Regions from separate parts of the Sus scrofa genome. Here all the other regions are linked to region 1. A link is a contact called in public Hi-C data. All regions are on one chromosome and are shown on one strand. Each heading gives the region's core, a stretch centred on a gene start, on an enhancer-like site or on the middle of the called end of the contact. The rest is flanking DNA. Distances are from core to core; before and after follow the strand shown.

Evidence for each region. Hi-C and Micro-C count contacts between places; a contact is called where the count stands out from the background.
Region 2: a Hi-C map of fetal skeletal muscle shows a contact between it and region 1, with 2.4 times the contacts expected there. The contact joins two enhancer-like sites. A contact is called at or near these places in 1 of 5 promoter capture datasets (fetal skeletal muscle), 12 of 47 Hi-C or Micro-C datasets (alveolar macrophages, embryonic fibroblasts, epiblast stem cells and 7 more) and 1 of 2 datasets of contacts at active chromatin or transcription factors (skeletal muscle).
Region 3: a contact with region 1 is called in a Hi-C map of fetal skeletal muscle, with 2.9 times the contacts expected there. The contact joins two enhancer-like sites. A contact is called at or near these places in 18 of 47 Hi-C or Micro-C datasets (adipocytes, alveolar macrophages, brain and 11 more) and 1 of 2 datasets of contacts at active chromatin or transcription factors (skeletal muscle).

Annotation. Positions count from the first base shown.
Region 1 is chr9:74,230,400-74,233,171 of Sscrofa11.1, reverse strand. No RefSeq gene overlaps it. Among named protein-coding and RNA genes, the nearest start is that of CASD1, 45 kb to the left of the region's middle. Within about 2 kb of position 1,356, at least 2 of the 83 cell types and tissues checked have an H3K27ac peak or open chromatin away from gene starts, as enhancers often do. A contact at or near this core is called in fetal skeletal muscle, where this site is marked.
Region 2 is chr9:75,097,168-75,099,939 of Sscrofa11.1, reverse strand. No RefSeq gene overlaps it. Among named protein-coding and RNA genes, the nearest start is that of ASB4, 12 kb to the left of the region's middle. Within about 2 kb of position 1,374, at least 9 of the 83 cell types and tissues checked have an H3K27ac peak or open chromatin away from gene starts, as enhancers often do. A contact at or near this core is called in fetal skeletal muscle, where this site is marked.
Region 3 is chr9:74,889,259-74,892,030 of Sscrofa11.1, reverse strand. It overlaps PPP1R9A (neurabin-1), which reads right to left. Exons shown (of 19, transcript XM_021063384.1): 8 at 518-571. Among named protein-coding and RNA genes, the nearest start is that of PON1, 84 kb to the left of the region's middle. Within about 2 kb of position 1,395, at least 13 of the 83 cell types and tissues checked have an H3K27ac peak or open chromatin away from gene starts, as enhancers often do. A contact at or near this core is called in fetal skeletal muscle, where this site is marked.

The DNA of each region.
Region 1 (2,772 bases), core at 107-2,606:
CCTGGCAATTTCACATAAATTCCAGGAGCCATTGTAATGGGACCAATTGGTTCATGTGGTCCCTGACCCAGTCTCATAGAGATATCTCTTGCTCTGATGGATCAGGGACCAGGATAGCATGCCTCCCAAAATACACAGGTTGAGATTTGGAAAGTATATAGTTTGCCAAAGAAAACTGTGTACTTTAACTTAAAGAAGCAAGAGGTGCTATTGGGTAGCAAAGACCAACAACAAAATGTCTTACAGATATGGTTGGATATGGAAGACGGAGAAACTAGGAGAATAGGCTAAAACCCCTCAATTGTAGAGAGTCTGAAGGTAGCTGTGAGTTACTATTTATACAGGATTTATCAAATTATAAAGCTTTTTAAAGTTCTCTAGTATTCTGTCATCGATCTTATATAATATTATATGTTATTTCTGTTCTTATATATAGACTAAAGAAAATTTATTTAGGATCAAACAAAAAAAAAGAAAGAAAAGAAATATATATATTAAGGAGTTAAATAGAAAAAGTAAATGTTTCTTTAATTGACCCAAGTACCTGTAACACTCTTTTTATTCATTATGGCCTAGAAAACTTTAATTGCATTGCTCCACTTGGCTCTGGTGTATAGGTAAATAGTAGTAAAAAATTATGTTTTCTAGCAAACTAGAGGCAAACCAAACTATACTGTTTGCTGTTCCTATAAATCCTGGATACAGTGCTCTGCTTCTGGTCGGAAATCAATTATTCCTGTTTACTGACCCACGCAGTAGTATAAATGCATGTAAAATATAATTGTGATATTCTAGCCTCAAAGCTGATTTATTACACATTCCTCTGAGATCTTAACACTGATAAACATAGAACAGAAAAAAACTAAGCAGCTACTTTCTTTCTCCACCAACAGCATTCTTTGCCTTCCCTTGTCACCCTGCTCCCTATAGCCACACCAGTGGGACCAGATAAAAACATCATAGAACTGAATTGTTCTTCCCTTGGATTATAACATCATAACTATTCTTGAGTGTTAGCTCTCTTTCAGCTTCTCTAAGGCTTTTGCAATAATAAATGTACGTATGGTCTGTCTTAAGGGTATTTGCATTATGAAAGGAAATTCTTGAGGACTCTAAAGAAGCTTTAGGAGCAGTAACTGAAATTGTAGGAAGAGAGGTTCTTGGGGAGGGGGAGGCCCTACCTCAACATTTTTGGTGGAGTAGCAAACATAAACTAGGTGCTTTTCACAGTGTTTTTGCTTATAGATTTAACCTAGCTGCCTCAAAGTGCATCCACTTCTGGGCATATGTGTGTGAGTGACCTGCAGATACTAGAATCCTTCCTTCTTCCAGTTCATGAGAGAGTGAGTAAATAAAGACTTGGCAGCCATCTTAGAGCCTGCTGACACCTGCTCTGGACAAATCCCAGGGCAGGGTGTTTTCTGTCTTCATTGCATGTTCTGCACGAAGGACTAAACTTTGTTTATCCTTCATCCAGCTAAAGAGATTATATTTCATGGCCAGCTGGGTTCCCTTTGAGGCAGAATTTGGCTCCTTAAATGTAATACTTGTCTAGATAAATGTTTAAGTTATTTAACAAAGGATAGAAAATCACTTTTCTTGGTAGCTTTTTTCCACTTTTCAGTAGTTTAATAGAGATTATTCGTATGTTTGTTGACAATTTTTTCTCCCCCCCAACCAAGAACAGTATTAAAAAGACTAAATGTTTTACTGCTGTAGAAGGAATTTTATTTTATCATTACTTATAGCACTGTTGTCTTGAGGCTGTGAATATGATCATAGTAGGTCTAGAGTTATTAACTTCCAATTAACATAAGTATCCTCAACTCATTTTGGATGGAGGCTTTTTTCCTTTAGGTGTATTTCCTTTTGGTGGCATGTAGTACTTTCCATACTGACCTCTCTCACTATAGACTTGTGTGATTAGAATTAAAAACTGAGTCATAATTAAAATATTAAGCAGTAGTGTGTATATCATAAAGCTTCTAAAGATCCACAGACATTTTTTCCAAAGCCCTGGAGTGAATACCCATAGCATCTATTACAGTGCCTTGCACAGTTTTTGTTCTCTTGTTTATTATTTGAGCGACAAAGATGTAAATGCTTTGAATTATCTGTGTTACTATCCGCAAACCAGAAATGGATCATAATATCAATGTTTTTCATAAATCTTCTATTATGGGTTGTTTTGATATTTATGCTGCTCATTTTCACGGAGCCCTAACCTGTCAGCGTGGGCTAGTTCCTCATGAATGCGGTGGACTCAGATGTGACAGAGCTTCAGACTGTTTCATTACAGCCACTTTGCCTGGCTTCACATAAAAAAAGGAGCCTAGAAGTGTAAGTCCCTGAAGATCAGAAAGCAGCCACCATGAACTAAGCTAAATGAGACACCTCTGATTTTTTGGGCATGACTGAGAAACCAAAGGCACCACAGCTGTGTGGAGAAAATGCATAGCAGAATGGAGTCGGGTTGTCTGGGTTTAAGGACCAGATCTTCCCAATTACTATTGTGTACTTTTGTATAAATTATTTACCATCTCTAAGCCTTAGTTTCCTTGCTTATAAAATGGAGATAATAATAGTATCTAACTCATAGGGTTGATTTGAGGATTAAGTGAAATCATGCTGCTAAAAGGATATGGGTACAGAACCTGGCACCAAATAAACAATGAATGTTAGCTGTTAAGTCCTGTCTGCCATAACTACTCCTTGACTCTGAACTACTAAAGCTCTTGGAATTTGCCATGCCCATTTTGGCACTTGATTATG
Region 2 (2,772 bases), core at 125-2,624, 870 kb before region 1:
TTGTGCTGGAGTGCTGCTGAGGATAACACATAATCTCTGGGTTCTTAGAGAGAAAATTTTGCATGATGAATCATGCAGACAAAGCTTCAGTTACAGGAAAACCAGAGGAAAATAATCTATCTAAAGAAAAACAACATTCTTGCCTTTTAAAAAACTTGTTTACTTGTCAAGTAGAATTATAGAATTTTTAAACTGGAAAAAGGTTTTGACTTAAGTGTATCAAACTTACTCATTTAAGAAAAAAAGTACCAAGAACAGATAACTTGTGTGACTTGCTCAAGATTCTACAGTTAATTAGTGGCAAAATAGAGACTCTGATCTAGTGTCAAGCTTCATATTTTAGCTTTTGAACAAGGTGATTCTGCCTCTCTAGAGTAATTGTTTTACATCTCCTCTCCCTGAACAGACTTCTCAGAGTAAAGAAAACAATAGGCAGTCCCTTGATTGTGCACGAGAAAGTTATCCTGCTCACTTTAAAGTGGATAAATTTTTGAAAACTTTACAGATTTGTAAAACAAGCAGTGTTCAATTATTGTTTTATATATGATATTCTGTTTATGGTCTCTGTGTATTTGAGGGATTCGCAAGCTGACACAGAGTTCATCCTTTGGCAAATATTTTAAGAATGCTCTTTCAGAAAGGAATCAACAAAAACGGCTTCAAACAGCAAAGCACATTTAAAAGCTATAAACATTTTTCTGGAGAATCAAAACTAAAGCCATGCTGCTACTGGTCTTTTCTGATCTGTCTTTAACACACTAGGCCTCATGATGGCAGTGTTCCTTGGTAAATGAACCTGGAAAAATAGCTGCTGTATTCCCAGGAAAAAAACAACCCGAGCCAATGCAGACAAAATGTGATCTTGATTAAACCACAAATATGGATTAAAAATTTAGGGGTTTCATCCACCTAAACCATATCTTTCGTGATCATATTTTCCTACATGAATTTCTCTGTTCAGAATTTGCCATGGATCAGAATGAATTTCAAGGTGTGAATGGCTAACAAATACATAAATACAAGTTAAACGTTGTTTGGATGGGGCGGTTGTCAGTTTACTGTTTGTCTTCACTGCAACGGTGTTAAGAAGAGGACTTAAAATAATAAACTAAATATATTTTGCACTGTGTGTCTTTAGATTTTTTTCCAGATCATTATTGTCTTAGAAGTCTCTGTCTTGGGTGTGGGAAAGCAAGGCGAGTCTGCTTCTCATGCTTACAATTTTCCTCTTAGGCTGAAAATATTCCCTATAAGATGAGAGTGAGATTTTCTGAGTCTCTTCTAAAAAGGCGTGAAGCTACAGATGGAGGTTAAAGCAGCAGCTACTGTCAGTCAAGGCTCCAGGCAAGACTGTGAAATCAAAGATTTGTTCCTGTTTCTCAGCCCTGGTCCTTTCTAGTGTCTCTTAACGCTGCCCCTTGATAGCGCCAGGGGGTAAAAGAGCTAGTCTCGTCCTCCAGATCTTCTTTCCATTTCTTGATCTTTTCTAGGTGGATTTTGTATTTTAAACATGGGCTGTGTACTTTCTATAAATCTCACAAGAATGAATGTCAGTCACCTGAAAGGGAACACTCTGGGACAGGCATGCAATGTACACCTAACTCATACAGCTAACAGCCTTAGCCAGAAGCTCTTGGGTGACACTCTAGGCTTGCCTGGCAGACCTGCCACCACATACCATAAATAAACAATGACTGACAGAGTTATTATTTATGTATCTGACACTCTGGTAGGTGTGGCAGCAAAATGAATAGGCTCCCCCCCCGGCCCCCCGTACTTATAGTCGATTCAAGGAAATGAGACAATTTCCACTGCACAACAGGGCCGAATAGAAGTTACTGAGAAAATACAAAACACAGGAGGTGAGGGGCTGGGCATTATAAAAGAGAGCGCTCACATCTTCTGGTTGAAGGATGGAGAAAGATTTCACAGGGGGAATTATATTTGATATTGATAGGAACCAAAACCATTGGGTAACGATGTGTTTGGTTACTCTGCAGCCCCAACCAGAAATGTGCTCTCCCTTAAATCTCCATTCACCAAAGGCTCTCCCCTGTCTTAAGCTATGTCAACGGTCTCTCCTGAATGAGGCCACAGGGGAGAGAATGGTAACCCAATTTTACTAAAACAGAACGAATACAAACAGGGGAAGTAGAAGGTTACACTGGAGGCCTGATTTGAGTCTATCATTACAGGAGTCCTTGAATGCAGAGAGAGCAGTTCCTATAAAATTCCATAGGCAATGGGGGTCACTGAGGACTGCCAAGACTCCCAACTATATCCAGCTAGGCACAGGGAGGAACTGTGAAAGAAAAGCTAGTCATTAAATATAATTGATGACCTATCGTATTCTACTGGCAGACTGCACTATTATAACAGTTCTCAAACTTTAAGGTACTTCAGAACCCTCTGGAGGCTTGTTACATTGCAGACTGCTGGGCTTCAATTCTCAAAATTCTGATTACGTTCAGGTGAGACCTGAGATTTTGTTCAATACCAATGCTGCTGGTCTGAGGACCATGCCTAAAGAACAATTTGTTTATGGGCACTATAGAATATTTGCCAGGTTAGAGAAAGCCAATTCATCCTAAGGATCATACCACAAAAATACCCCCAAGTCCTTCTTCCCTGATGATTATTTCTATATTTCTATATTTGACCAGGGACATCACGATATTTTTTTTTTTATCTTAACCACATGCCTGTTTGGGATTTTTTTAAAAAGCCATTTTAATGTTGAAAATATAGCATACAATGATATTAAAGTGAGTT
Region 3 (2,772 bases), core at 146-2,645, 660 kb before region 1:
AAATTATTTACATATTAATTAAATTTCAAAATATTTAATTACTAGAAATTGGAAATTTTCCCTATGAAAAATAATTAATGTGTTATGTTAAAATGCATTGTTTCTGAAGAATAAGTCAAAATAAATAAATGATTAAACTTATTTAAAATAAGATATATAAAAAGAAAGCTATAGTAAAAACTTGTGCTTAAGGAATTAGGGGCAAAATGTAAGTCACATGGTTGAACTATTATGAACACATACTTTTTGAGGAAAGCTCAGAGTGAACTGGCCACATATGTGCAAGCATGTAAATATGCAATTATAAAATATTGTGCTACTTTTCCTGAGGGATATGGTGGCACTGACCCCACAAGGGTGTGCACTGGTAGGTTTTTCCACTAACAGTGGAAGTCAATCTTTCGCATTAGGATTCTTTCAAATGTACAGAAACAAATCTTTTAGTCCTAGGGTTGAATTTATTCATAGCATCTGAAGTTTAAAAAGGACAATTCAAACACTGTGTATTGGTACTTACCTTGGTCTTCAATTTCTGAATCTCTGCTTCTGTAACTGCATGTTTGATTTGCAACTGAAAACAGAAAAGAAAGGAAAAATATCTGAACTAAGAGTATCTATATTTTTAAAGCCTCGGCAGCTAGCAGAATACCTTATTACATAGCTGAAGGCCTAAAAAAGTGCTGCAATGCAGGAGGTTGTAAATTAAAATGTCTAGTGTGTAAAATGACTCTCCAGGTGCAAACTAATTAAACACAGGGTTTATGGCTCACACTCCCTAACATCAGATTAGGTTACGAATTTAATTGCTCAGGGACCAAAGAGAAGGAAACACACTTTCTTGCCCTCTTTGCAACTCTTCCTTTATGATTTGAGTGTCAAGAAATTGTTTCCTTGAAAATCTTGTGGATTGAATGGCTTCAACGGGCAAGTCAGCCGGTGGCTATGAGTAAAGCTTCCATTCCAAGTCTGGAAGAAAGGTGGCGCTCTGGTCCCACAAGTAAGACATTTTAGGCTTTGCAGCTCTTTTACAGCTCAGGCAGCTGCAAAGCTGGAGAACAGGATGATGCAGATCCACAGCGAAATCCATAAAAATTTTTAATTGCAGGAAAAGTACAGATCTAGATTTGTGTCCTTTAAAAGGTCTACTTCTGTTAAGGACTTAGACACCCACAAAGCTTCAGCTACTGTTTACTGGCCTGAGAGCCGCCATTTGGATTTGTCTTGTTCTCCCCTCCCCACTTTGTTTTCTTTGTAGGAGAAGAACGAAGCAAACATTCATTCCTTAAGGGATAAATAAATACACCAACATTTACGGAAAAACATTTATGGGTTGACGATCACTTTTCTAAAACCCCTGGGGCCAGATGTTTTTGGAATTCAGAATTTTTCTAATTTCAGAATCATAGTAAGATGCATTTTCCATAAATTGCTTATTGCCCACAGCGGGGCGTGGAATCCCTCTGTAATCAAACACACGGAATATTTTTTTTGCCACCAAACATGTGAATATTCTCACTAAGGTGCATAAAGGCTGCAAATAGCATCCTGTCAGTGTGGGTCAGGTTTACCACCAAAATGAGTCTGCCACAAAATTATATTAAAAAACTGTTTCAGAGCATTTTCAATTTATGATTGTACAGAAGGACTGCAAACTTCCCATGTTACTGCAATCAAATAAGTCTAAAGTTTTCCTATGGGAAAGACAGCTAATGAAAAGACAAATGTGAACCTTTAGAGAGCACACCACCCTGAACACCTCAGCTCTCTCTTTTGTTTGTAACCTGCATTTCCTTGGTGTTTACCTGGCCAGTAAGGGCATATGAGAAGGATGTAGAAGAAAAGAGGTTAGAATCAAGGACAGATTCATTCAACACTCAGATACTGATGAATAAAAGCCTAGAAACTGAGGACCTTCACGCTCTGGGCAAAATGTCCTCTCCATGATCTTTCAGGTCTCCTGTCGACACCCTGAAGACAACAAAGCTACAGCTCTGCTCCTGCTCTTGGTCTTGAGGGTGATCTTGAAACTTTCAAATCAGATTCTGCCCCATCCATTTATCTTATTCTCTTGCTTTCGGAGCCGGTCACTCCTCTAAGTCTTGCCCACAGCTCTTGCTCCTTTCATCCGCCACTCCTTCTTACTCTAGGAAATACTCTCTGCGTGGCCAAAATGGTCTTGGCTCCCTCAGTTTCTCACCATAGCCCTAGTGGTACTATGCTTAACTTACCTGCCTTTAGCAGATGCTCAGAGCACCAGTGTACCTGGCAAAGTGCTACTCTAAATTCTTAGCATCTTCTCTTCCACCTCCCTGATGAAGTCTGTAATCATTCAGAGCTCCAGTCTGGATGAATCTCTCGGGACCTGACAAAGCCAGGCAACCCAGGCCAATATGGGCCAAAATGGCTTCTCCAAATGCTGGCTCTATGGTGAAGACACTACTGAATAATGGATCCTTACACTTCTAGACTCACTTTAGACATGGGAAATTAGGGCTTATAGATGAAATAAAATAAGGATTAATTCAAAAGGCACTTATTTTAGAGCTGCCTTGTACAAGGTGCTGTAAAGATAACTCTTTCTCCTTCTAATGAATTTTGGCACTAATCTCTCTACCAATATAAATTAATAAATCAAAATTAGCAAAAGTACGTAGATCTAGACATGATACATTACAGACAAACAGATGTACACATACACATACACATAGCTATAAGGAATTATTTTCCACAGAGATCTTGTACATGTGGACACTAAGAGATCCAGCAAATCTA